2 separate regions of the Bos taurus genome follow, and region 2 is linked to region 1. The links are chromatin contacts, called in public Hi-C maps. All regions are on one chromosome and are shown on one strand. The core of a region is the stretch at or near the end of the contact, and the rest is flanking DNA. Distances in the headings are between cores, read along the strand shown. Region 1 holds the start of PPP1R3B (protein phosphatase 1 regulatory subunit 3B). Region 2 has its middle 64 kb from the start of PPP1R3B.

The links. Hi-C and Micro-C count contacts between places; a contact is called where the count stands out from the background.
Region 2: a contact with region 1 is called in a Hi-C map of liver, with 4 times the contacts expected there. The contact joins the enhancer-like site here to the promoter of PPP1R3B in region 1. A contact is called at or near these places in 2 of 11 Hi-C or Micro-C datasets (liver and skeletal muscle).

Annotation. Positions count from the first base shown.
Region 1 is chr27:25,186,921-25,192,584 of ARS-UCD2.0, reverse strand. PPP1R3B (protein phosphatase 1 regulatory subunit 3B) reads left to right here and starts at 3,310. Exons shown (of 2, transcript NM_001103247.1): 1 at 3,310-3,404.
Region 2 is chr27:25,250,158-25,255,821 of ARS-UCD2.0, reverse strand. No RefSeq gene overlaps it. Among named protein-coding and RNA genes, the nearest start is that of PPP1R3B, 64 kb to the right of the region's middle. Within about 2 kb of position 2,926, at least 14 of the 102 cell types and tissues checked have an H3K27ac peak or open chromatin away from gene starts, as enhancers often do. A contact at or near this core is called in liver and skeletal muscle, where this site is marked.

The sequences.
Region 1 (5,664 bases), core at 2,061-4,560:
AAGCAAGATTGTCTAAGGACCAGTACATCTCTCAGGTTCTGGGGTTCAGGACTGATATGAATTCTCCTGCAACAGTTCTCCAGAGCTTGCAACCCAGCTCTATTCCAATCTCAAAGACTGTGCTCTTTTCAAACTCTTAGATGCCACAGTCCTACCTACCAAGACTGTGGTGTGCCACAACTAAGTTTAGCCCCACTCTCCTGGTCTGAAATAGTCACCTAAACCACAGGGGAAATTATTACCCATGATTTCCTAGATCTATGTAAGGAAGATACTTCCAAACCCAAATGCTATAAAATTGTATTTACTTGTCCCAACTCCTTCCCACTTGGGTTCAGATCACCCTTTACCTGCATATGTTTTGCAATACCTGTTGGCTCTTTATCTCTGCCCACTCCTCTAGCGTGCTCCCTCCACTTGAGAAATGTAGGCAGCACTTGGCTTCATAAATTTTCAAACTTCTCATCAGCTAATAAAAGGGTGTTTAGAGTTGGCAAAGGAATTATTGCATAGGAATTTCATTTGCCAACTGCCTAGCAATAGTTAATTTCCCAGGTGGTCCTTAATTAGATTTATCCACTGAAAGAGAAGGAAGAGGACTAATGATCACCCTTCAGACAGGAAGACTGAGTCTGAGGAAGCTCTCTATAGCACCGAAGACTCCAACTACATTATTGTAATGGACCAGAGTTTTTGTCTTACATTGCTAGTAAAGTTAGAAGCTGCTTTTAAATCTCTTATAGCAGAAATTCCCATATGCTATGGTCAACATAATAAATTTTTATAAAGCTAAATATACGCAATATGAAGGACTAGCCTCTACTGAGATTAGGCCCTTCCTGTATTTTGTTGTTGCTGTTAAAGAGTGTGTGCATGTGAACTCAGTAGTGTCCAACTCTTTGCAAACCCATGGGATTCTCCAAGCAAGAATAGAGTATTTCTTTCAAAAATAAAAGGTGGTAACAGAAGATGGTAGGACTTGTTTATATTTTTAATTGGCACTTTAAAAAGCTGGTAATCCTATATTAATTTCCAAAATTCAATAAACCTGGAAAACTGGGATCCTCATCCCTAAAGTGGTTAGCTCAGAGCTGGTCACCAAGGAAATGATATCTATGACTGCTGCTGCTGCATGCATATTAAATTGATCTCATATGGGTGGAGGGGCTTCTAAACTCTATTCTAAACTCATCATTCTCTACAGATCTCAAGCTGAAGCCCAGAGATCAAGGAGGCCCTGTAGATACAGGTTGAATCCGTTCATACAGATTCAAGTTAGGTAGTTTCCTCGGAAATATACCTACCTGCTGCTGCTGCTGCTGCTGCTGCTAAGTCACTTCAGTCATGTCCGACTCTATGCAACCCCATAGACGGCAGCCCACCAGGCTCCCCTGTCCCTGGGATTCTCCAGGCAAGAATACTGGAGTGGGTTGCCATTTCCTTCTCCAATGCATGAAGATGAAAAGTGAAAGTGAATTCGCTCAGTCGTGTCCGACTCTTAGCGACCCCATGGTCTGCAGCCTACCAGGCTCCTCCATCCACGGGATTTTCCAGGCAAGAATACTGGAGTGCGGTGCTGTTGTTTTCTCCAATACCTACCTGAGAAACCCTCAACTATATATGCAATATTCTGAGATGGGTATTGGTCCTTTGCCTCAATAACAACTTTATTAAAAGGATTTTACTGTATTCCATTCACAGGGACACCCGGACCGTGATCGGCACAAAGCAAGCGTTCAGTAATTACTTATTTTCAACAGTATCCTAGAAGCTGGGGATACTGATCCCGACAAGGCTCCACCTAAAACGGAGGGAAACACATTTGGCATTCTCTCCGGGCTCCTCTGGGCTCCACGTGTGATGGAGGAACTAGCGGTCACCTGTGAACCCCGTGGCTGAAGAGTAAGACAAAGGCGGGGCCGACGGGACGGGTGAATGGCTCTGCAATCCCGTCCGCGCGCGTAGGGTGACTTTTCCCGGCTAGGACTTTGCCTAGGCAGTAGGAACTGTGCCAGGCGCCGGCGTCCAGCCCTCTGGCTGTAACGGGAAGCCGTGCAGCAGGCAAGTGCCTCTGCCCCCTGGCGCCCGTTCCCCCGGCTTCGGATGAAATTGTGACCCACCGCCCTCTTCCCAGCCCTTGGAACCCGGCCCTATCGCTCTGGGCGCGCAGCCTATCACGTGGCGCGGCGGTGCTGGGGGGGGGCGGGGGTGGGGGGGGTGGGACCGCGGCTCCGCGGTTATTGGTGGACGGCGCGCGTCTCGGGCGCGCCCATTGGCTGCGGGGGGCGTTCACGGGAAAGGGGGGTCTGGGAAGGCGTCCCGAGTGGGGAGAGGTGGCCTGAAAGTTAAAGGGAGCCGCGCGGCGGCTAGAAGTTGGAGTCCCAGGTGAGGGGCCGCAGGGAGGAGGCGGGAGGGCTGCTCTAGCGCACGGACGGATGCGGCTGCCCGCGGAGGGCGCCCACCTGAGCCCCGGCCCCCGCTCCTGCTGTCGCCGCCGCTGCCCCCGCCACCCTGGCTGGGATGCTGCCGCAGGCTGGCGCCTCCGCACCTCGGGGCTTATGAGCTGTACCAGGTACGTCCCCCACCAAGCCCGCAAGGCCAGGTGCCCGACCACAGAAACGGCGACGAGGGCACGCATCAGGGACCCCCTCTGGTGCCTGCCTCACACACTTTCTTAGGCCAGCTTGCAGTTACACTCTGGGCATGGGACACTCTAGAAGGGCTTGAGGAAACTGTTGCTTCCTCGTGGAGAGGGCAATGCAGGGACCAGAGGTTGGATGGAGCCTGGCCGGACCCACGTGATGCACCGATTGGGGGTCCTGGCCACGATGGGAGGCTGGGGCTGGGAGTCCAGACCACTCTTGGTCCCTACTGTGCCGAGTTCGAACCTGACACTAGGCTTTTCCGCCTGGGAACCGACACTCCTAGAGCTGAGCCCTGGGATCTTGAGCAGAAGGGAAAGTCGCTGCGTCTCTCACGCCGCCTCGATTGCCCGTTACAACGTAGGGAAACACTGGGTGATCTCTCAGGTCGCCGAGGGCTACGGGACACGGAGCGCACCGGCGGCTGGGGCCACTCGGAGCCGAGCCACCTCGGGTCCCCGGCCCCCAGACGGGCCGTCCTGGGCCGGCGGGGTCGAGGTGGCCGCGCGGGGACGCTCTCGCGGCGCCTCTCCGTCCGGGGTGGCCCCGCCGCCCCGCCCTGGTGTGATAACTAGGGCTCCTCCTCCTCGTCGTCTTCCTCCCCCTGCCGGTCACAACTCCGGGAACCCAGCCCAAGCCCTGCCTCCCGGACACACACCGAGGCTCACGTAGTCTGGTGGCGGCAGCCTCCCCTGCCACCTCCCTCCGGGTTCTCCGATGCAGCGAGCCAGCTGGAAAGGGGGCTTCCCCGCGGCCCCACAGGTGGGTTCCCGCCCGGCGAAGGATCTCTGGGAGGGGTTGGGGGCGGGGCGCAGCCCGGGCCTGGCTGGACCCAGGCGACAGTGACCTGTGGGATCTTTGAAGCCAGGACGCCCCGGCCTGCCCCCGTGTCCTGTTCCTGTCCGTTTTGAGTCCAGAGAAAGAGGTGTGGAAGCGACTCAGTGCAAAAGAGGGAGCAGAGAGCCCAGAACATACTAGAAGGTTTGGGCTCTCTCCTGGTATTGTTTGCTGCAGAAGAGGAGAAAATTGAGAACTTGGAGAGTTGCTAGAAGATGTTGGGGCCTGTGGTGTGTGTGGCCAGGCCTCCCTGGGAGACCCACGGCCCAGGAGAAGCCAGAGGAAGGCCTTCAGGCTGGGGTGCAGAGGAGAAGAGGAAATGGTTCATTTGGCAGGGTTGTCCAGGAGCCAAGACTAAAGTGAAGACAGCTGGAGGATTTACCCCAAAAGTAAAGTTGAGGTATTTAGGGAAAAGTTAGTGGGAAAAGAAGAACCATCAGGCAATATCAGCAACCCAGAATGTCAGAGCTCAAAGGGATCTCAGGGGAGAAGCTCAAGCCCAGAGAGTTTGAGTAATTTGCCCTGAGTGCCACAATGGCACCCCACTCCAGTACTCTTGCCTGGAAAATCCCATGGACAGAGGAGCCTGGTAGGCTGCAATCCATGGGGTCGCTAAGAGTCGGACACGACTGAGCGACTTCACTTTGACTTTTCAGTTTCATGCATTGGAGAAGGAAATGGCAACCCACTCCAGTGTTCTTGCCTGGAGAATCCCAGGGACGGGGGAGCCTGGTGGGCTGCCGTCTATGGGGTCGCACAGAGTCAGACGTGACTGAAGTGACTTAGCATAGCATAGCCACAGCCACGTGTAGGCATTCCTAGGCCAGTGTGCTGTATTTCATATTGGACACTTCTAGATGCAAACACTGTGCCATTTTAACTTATCTCTTTCCTATAACATGCAACCTCATCCACAGATATTTATCTCAGAGATGCTTTGGATGGCGGTGACAGAATAGAGGAGTCCAAGTGGCATCTAGGGCTGCGAATAACAGCCCCATGGTCAGAGTACCATGGGAAAGATGCCAACTTTGTTCACACTATGGCAGCCAAACCTTTTGGGAGCAAATAGAGAAATGCCAAAGGCGTAGGTGGCCACATCTTTAAAACAAAAATTATACCTGGTAACTTGGTTGTCAACGCTTAGCTTCACAACGTAGCTTCAGTGTTCCTGGTGAGTTATTGGTGCGTCTGATATTTCTGTCTTTTCTTATCAGAGTGCAAGAGAATGGGGGAGGCAATGTGTTGGCCTCAATACAAAAGAAAAAGATTTGCCTTCTATAAAAGGCACAGCCAGAGAGTCAGTAGTTCAGCTGCTTGAAACTGTGAAGGTTATAGGGTTATTTTCTGTACAAGTTGATAGATTTTAGAGAAGAATCACCATTACACGTAACCCTTGCCAGCTGTCTTGAGAGGGTGTGTTGTTTGTTACTAGTGGAACAGGGAAAACTTTTATGCAAAACTCTCCATGTTCTTTCTGATTTGCATGGAGTGTTAGGGTTTGTCCTCTTTTTGACCAGAAACACTGAAATGTACCCTTAGACACGTCCAGTCTCTCATGGGGCAAGACTGATCTCCTAGGCATCTATTTGGAAGCAAAAGTTTTGAGAATCCCTGCTGGTCTGAGTAACAGCTACTCACAGTCTCGTGACCTTGTCCTGCAAAGAACTGGTATCCAGGTCCGATGTCATCTCTGCTGGTTCAGTTGTGTGTCCACATCTCCTTCTGGTTTTTTTTTTCCCTGACCAACCTTGGTGACTCATATTACCTGGCTTGGGCGAGGGAAAGGGCAGAGCTCCCAAAGAGTCTCTCATAAGAGAGGGCATGAGTACAGCCCAACGCATCCTGTGTTGGAACTGATCATTTTCATGCCATTTAAGGATTAAAGCACCTATCCAGGTGCCTGCCTTTCAGGAACTTAGGAAGCTCTGATTACCTTGCGTGTCTCCAGTGACAGGAGTGTGTCTGGGTGTTGGTCATCGTGGTCAGGGTCCATCAGGGAGTTTCTGAGCAGAAGATCAGGAAGGCTTACACCAAACCAGCACTTTGGTGCACCAGTTCTTGGAGAATGATCTGGTGAATAAAAACTGGAATCTACCTGTGAGGACAGACAAGGGAGCCAAGAGTCAGACTGCACCCTCTGTTGAGGCCACAGGGGTTAGTGACCTCCCCTCCAGCGCTGGCG
Region 2 (5,664 bases), core at 1,677-4,176, 64 kb before region 1:
CGTCTGAGGCTTTTAAAAGATTGAGATAGAGTGATTCTCTTTGTAAATTCTCTGATGTTTTCTAATCAACTGATTTTTTAGAGCACTTTTTCTCACCTCTAACTGACATTAGAATCACCATACGGGTGGATGGAGTACTGCCACCCAATGCAAACGAATCACCCAGAAACTCTGGAGGTAGAGCCCAGAGACCGGTAATTTTCTTCCAAATCTCTTTAGTTGATTGTAATGTGAAGCTGGGGGTGAGAACCGTTGTTCCACAGAAATCAATTTTAGTGTTTCAAATAACCTTCTTTTTTTTAATGTAGAATGGAAACAAAAGTGTTATATAGGACTTTGAAAAGCCTCATTGTTACTAGCCCTGTTTAGCTCCATGGCTTTGGATACATCCCTTCTTGGGTTGCTTTTCACCTTCAAAATGAATTTTTCTCAAAGACGTTGAGAAAATGAGCAGAAGTACTATATTAGTTTGCTCAAGCTGCCATAACAAAGTTCCATAGACTGGGAAGGCTTAAACAATAGAATTTTGTTTTCTCAACATAGTTCTAGAGGCTAGAAGTCCAAGATCAAGATGTCAGAAGGTATGGCTTCTTCTGGGGCCTTTCTCCTTGGCTTAGAGATAGCCATCTTCTTTTTGTGTCTTCATATGGTACTCCCTCTATATTTCTTTGTATCTTACTCTCTTTTTGTAAGGACATGAGACATACTGAATTAGAGTCCAGTCATATGACCTTACTCTACTTCATTAAAGACCCTAGATCCAGACACAGTCATCTTTGGAGGTAGTCAGGGTTACAATTTGAACATATGAATTATCGTGGGAGATAGAATTCAGCCATAACAGGTACTGTGAAGTAAAGTGCATTTTTTGTGTGTGTAGGAGACAAAAAAATTTCTTTTTAAAATAAGTTTTTTTTTGTTTGTTTGTTTTCTAAAGACATTGAGAATAAATTCAGAAGTTGCCTGGGCATGTGTAGTATAAAGTCTTGAACCATGGCCCATCATGGTGGGAAAATCGTGCCAGAGGAAGGAAGTCTCAGGCCCAGTGAAAACCCAGTGCTGGGGTATTCCAGAGATGCCTTGTAAAGATGTAAGCGATCACCTACTCACTTGAATTCTTCAATTGCCTCCATTGTTCAGGATGTCCCAGACAGCCTAGGGTGCTATAAGAGCGTGTGTAATAGACGTTCCCATCCAAAGAGGTCTCTGCTTTCTTGGCTCTTCCAGTGCTTATAAAATTTGTATTTGTATAAAAGGCAAAGCAATGTATACAATGTATGAAGCCTTGGTGCTCTAAAGTTCTAGATCTGTTTAGTTAAAATGCTAAAATATAATTTTTAGATCTTAATTATCCACTCCCTAAATGTGTGGTTCCTGGGAAATATCACCTCAATGGGTTTCACCCAAGGCCCTCAGTTTAGTTTTTGTAAAATCGCATGTTTCAGGAAAAGGGAAGATGAAGAATATAGAAGCAAAGCAGAGAGGTACACGTACATAGTGTGTGTATGTGTGTGTGTGTGTGTGTGTGTGTGTGTGTGTGTATGTGGTAATGGGTGTACTGATAAGGGAGCATAAAACCAAAAAAAAGCCAAATGTAAGCCATGGTGCTATCATGGGGGGAGACCATGTACCAGGGTTGAGGGTTTAGAATACTGCACCAGACACGTGATATTCTGAGTTTCTGTTTGAATGAATCTTCCAGTCTCCTGACTTTACTTTCAACAGGAGCAAAGATAATCACCATTTTGTGTGAAGTCTATGCTCTAAACCAATCACGGTGCCATTCCTTCAATAAGTCGTTTCTGAGACACTTTCGTGTGCACAGCACTGTCCAGAGCACCAGGCACCATGAAGAGGTATGAGATATACCACGACTTCCCAGGAGCTTGGAGTTGAGTTGAACAGACAGTGCATATACAAGTTCAAAGGTAAGCAACACCATGAAACTTGCAGCAATGAAAAGGCTGTCATAGGGTGATGGTTTATAAATGTCCCTGTAGAGTCCTAAAGGAAAGATTCGATCCTTCTAGAACTAAAGGCGGCAATAAGAGATGTGAATTCAGAGCTGTCCTGGTAGACTGGACTCAGGGCAAGGAAAAATGGAGAGGAGAAACTTCAAAAATGGAAAACGAGGATAAAATGGCCTAGCTGTTTTTGTTTGTTTTTCACTGGTTTGTTTTAATAGATTTCATGGATCAGATCTGGGATTCAGGAGAAAATCACTGAACACATTTATAATAAAATTCAAGTCAAATTTCAGTCAATCTCTCAGCTTCTAACAGGTCTTTCTTTCAGCCCCATCCCTACTCCAAACAAATAGGCCAACAAACATATGACTTAATGACCAGCTCACACTATGATCCCTGTCAGTGGGAAACTAGATCATGGCCAAGGGCATGGTCATTTAAAAGGGTCCAGTTTGGTCCTCAGTATAAACTGGTCATTACAGAACATGTGAGACTTGACCCTCCTGCAGGAACCTGCCCAGCGTGGCTAAAATTGGCCTCCTGAATTAGACATCGCTAAGGAGAGAAAATACACCATGGGCTGAGGGCCTTTCAAAAGTCTTTTCTTTCTGTAAAAGGAAATGAGGCCAAAGTCAGCAACCAGAGTAGACTCAAATTTATAAAAGCTATCTAGATTCTACCTCAGGAATGTGAAGGAAATTTAGGTCTCCCTTAAGCAACGTCTTTTTATCCAATTTGCTTTAAAAAAAAAAAAAAAAAGCTGTTTTGTGTTTGGGGTTACCATCCCTTTTCTGTTATTTTTGAAAAATCTGCTGCTTTAAAAATAAAAGCCTAGTATATGGAATATCAGAAGTGATGACTGTTTTAAACAAAGAAGCCCTTTTCTCCATCCTCTGTCGCAGGCCTCTGCACATGGGCGTGAGACCGATCTGCTCTTTGGACCTCAGAATGAGTGAGCACACTCGGGCGTGATCAGCCTGCCCTTTATCCCTCCGAGATCGAGGTGTTCCTCCATCCAGCCCAGGAGGCCAGCAAACCATTGTGCAATCTGTTCCACCCACACAGGCCCTATGGGATTGCTACACTGCCTTTTGCTTTTATTAGAAGGGAAAAATCAATCCTCCTAAATGGTAAGTCCGCTATTATAAGGAAGCTGAAACAGCTGCATGGCTTTTGGCTAGTGGCTAATTAGGCTTCCTTGTTCTTAGCTCTTCTGGAAACAGCCAGTTAGGAGCAGAGTCAAGGAGCCTAATCTCTCCCTTCTAGAACCTCTACCTTCACCTAACTCCTGTACTTCCCTGGCAATAAAACCGTCAGCGTAAAACCTACATCATGCCACGTTCTTGATGGCAGGCATACTCTTTCTGGCTTTTCCAATAGAGGTAGTGAACACAGAGGACTCCATTGACCAGCTAGAAAACTCCAATGTGTTGTGGATTTAATGGGGTCTATGCACCTTCCCAGGCACCCTGGCAGGGGTGACCACTGTCCTGGGAAAACAGGGATACTGTGACTCCATTCCAGCCTTTTGGTACCCCATGGGAACACTGACCCAGTGTTATTTTAGGAGTTTTCCAGGGAAGCTCAAACTCTACAGTTTAATGGGAGATGTTCTGATTTACCAAGGTTGGCTCCACTTTTTAAAACACTGTAAAAACCAGACAAAATACATTTGAGGGCTATGTTCAGCCTTCAGGCTGCCACTGTGAGACGTCTGCCATCTTAGATGGGACCAGCCCCTTCTGTCTGCATGGAGCTGACAGGTGATGGAAGTGTGTGGAGCTTCCAGCGTGAGCGCCTACCTGGTCACCTTCAGCACAGAGGTGTGGGTGCTGGCGTTAGCTACATTAGCTGGACTTTGCATTCTGTATTTGTACAAGAGATAACATGCTCACCACACACTGAGTTCACAGATGGTGAATGTCTGCTCTCCTCTGCCAGGGTATCAAGGAGGGAATAAAACAGGGCATGAATCTCCACTTCTTTCTTTCTTCCTCTGCTGGCTTAGTTAAGATGGTACCAGGACAGACTGAGCAGCCTAGGTGTCCCTGACTGGGTGGACTAGGGGGGAAAGTTGTGGGGTTAGCCATGTGGATAAACTCTCATTCTACCCAAACATCTGCAGGGATATCGTATTGCATGGGAACTGTAGAAAGTGGCTGTTTAGTCTGGGTGTCCTCTCCCTGCTGGGCTAGACACTGTCTCTCATCGATTGCTCCTTTTCAAGCCTCCTACATGCACAGAACACACACAGCTGCTGCTCTCTGGGTGCCCACTGCAGCTTCCTACTCTCACTTCCATTCACATACCAACATACTGGGCCTGGCATCAAAATTTCCACTGCCTCCTACCCAATCCAAATGTGTTCTAATCATCCAGTTCCAGAAGAGGGCAACTATGGACAGAAGTCACTTCAGCCTCTAGAGCTACACTCTCCGATGCAAATATCATGTGAGCCACAAGTGTAATTTTAAATTTTCAACTAGCCACACTTTAACAATACAGCCCGCATATTCTTCATAATCTATTTTATTTAATCCAATGTACCCCAAATATCATTTCAACGTGTAATTGATATTTTTAAAATTGTTAATGAGATATTTTACATTTTTTGTAGTCAGCCTTTGAAATCTGGTGTCTATTTTGTACTTAGAGCACTTCCCAATTTGTACTAGCTACATTTTAAGTTGTTCAAAAGTCTTATGAGGCTAGTGACTACTGTTTAGATGGCACAGCTCTAGAATGTAAGGAAAGAAATTTTCCTAATGTAGTGATCAAATTTCTACCTCCAAGTTTTTGTTAATGAGGAAATCTAATTGCCTAAAATATCCTAGAGTGACATATTTGAATAAAATTCAAAATGTTTTTGACAAATTAAAATGGTTCATTGATTCTTGCAAAGTGAATGTCAACTAGACTAAGTGTAAAATTCTATATTCAGGCTCATAGAAGTCAGGCATATAAATATAGTAGGAGGAGACTGGCTTGGCAGTTCATCTGAAAAGAAAAATCTGTGTTTAACTTGGTCACAATCTCCTAAGAGCTACATTGTGATAGGATTTTTTTTTTAAATCCACACAATCAATATAGTAACCCCACATACAGGAAATAATCAGTCAGAACTAGTGCTGAATTAAAGAGTGTGTCAGTTATGATTTTATTCAGGGCTCCAGACTATAAAATGCTTAACATACAGGATGTGTAAGAAGATGGAGAAAATGTCATTTACCAGATTTCTTGGCTGAACTTCATACTTTCTGATAAGTTCACTGGCATGAGGACTGAGGTCTCTAAGACATGTTTGAGTTATAATTGAGGGTCACTAACTAGCTTTCAAGGAGGTAGGTGCAGTTATCTATAGGACTGTGTTTGCCAGATAGGGTGTTTGTGATTGTGCAAGACCTGAACTGATCAGGCTAATAAAGAGGATCACCATTGTTGCTGGTCAACCTTCCAGCCCCACTCCATGTAACAGACACATATTTAGGGCATGTCCATTAGAACAGAAATAAAATTATTAACCTGAGCCTAGGGTAAAGAATCCACCTGTAATACAGGAGACACGAGTTCAATTTCTGGGTTGGGAAGATCTCCTGGAGGAGAAAATGGCAACCCACTCCAGTATTGTTGCCTGGAGAATTCTATGGACAGAGGAGCCTGGTGGACTATGGTCCATGGGATTACAAAGAATCAGACA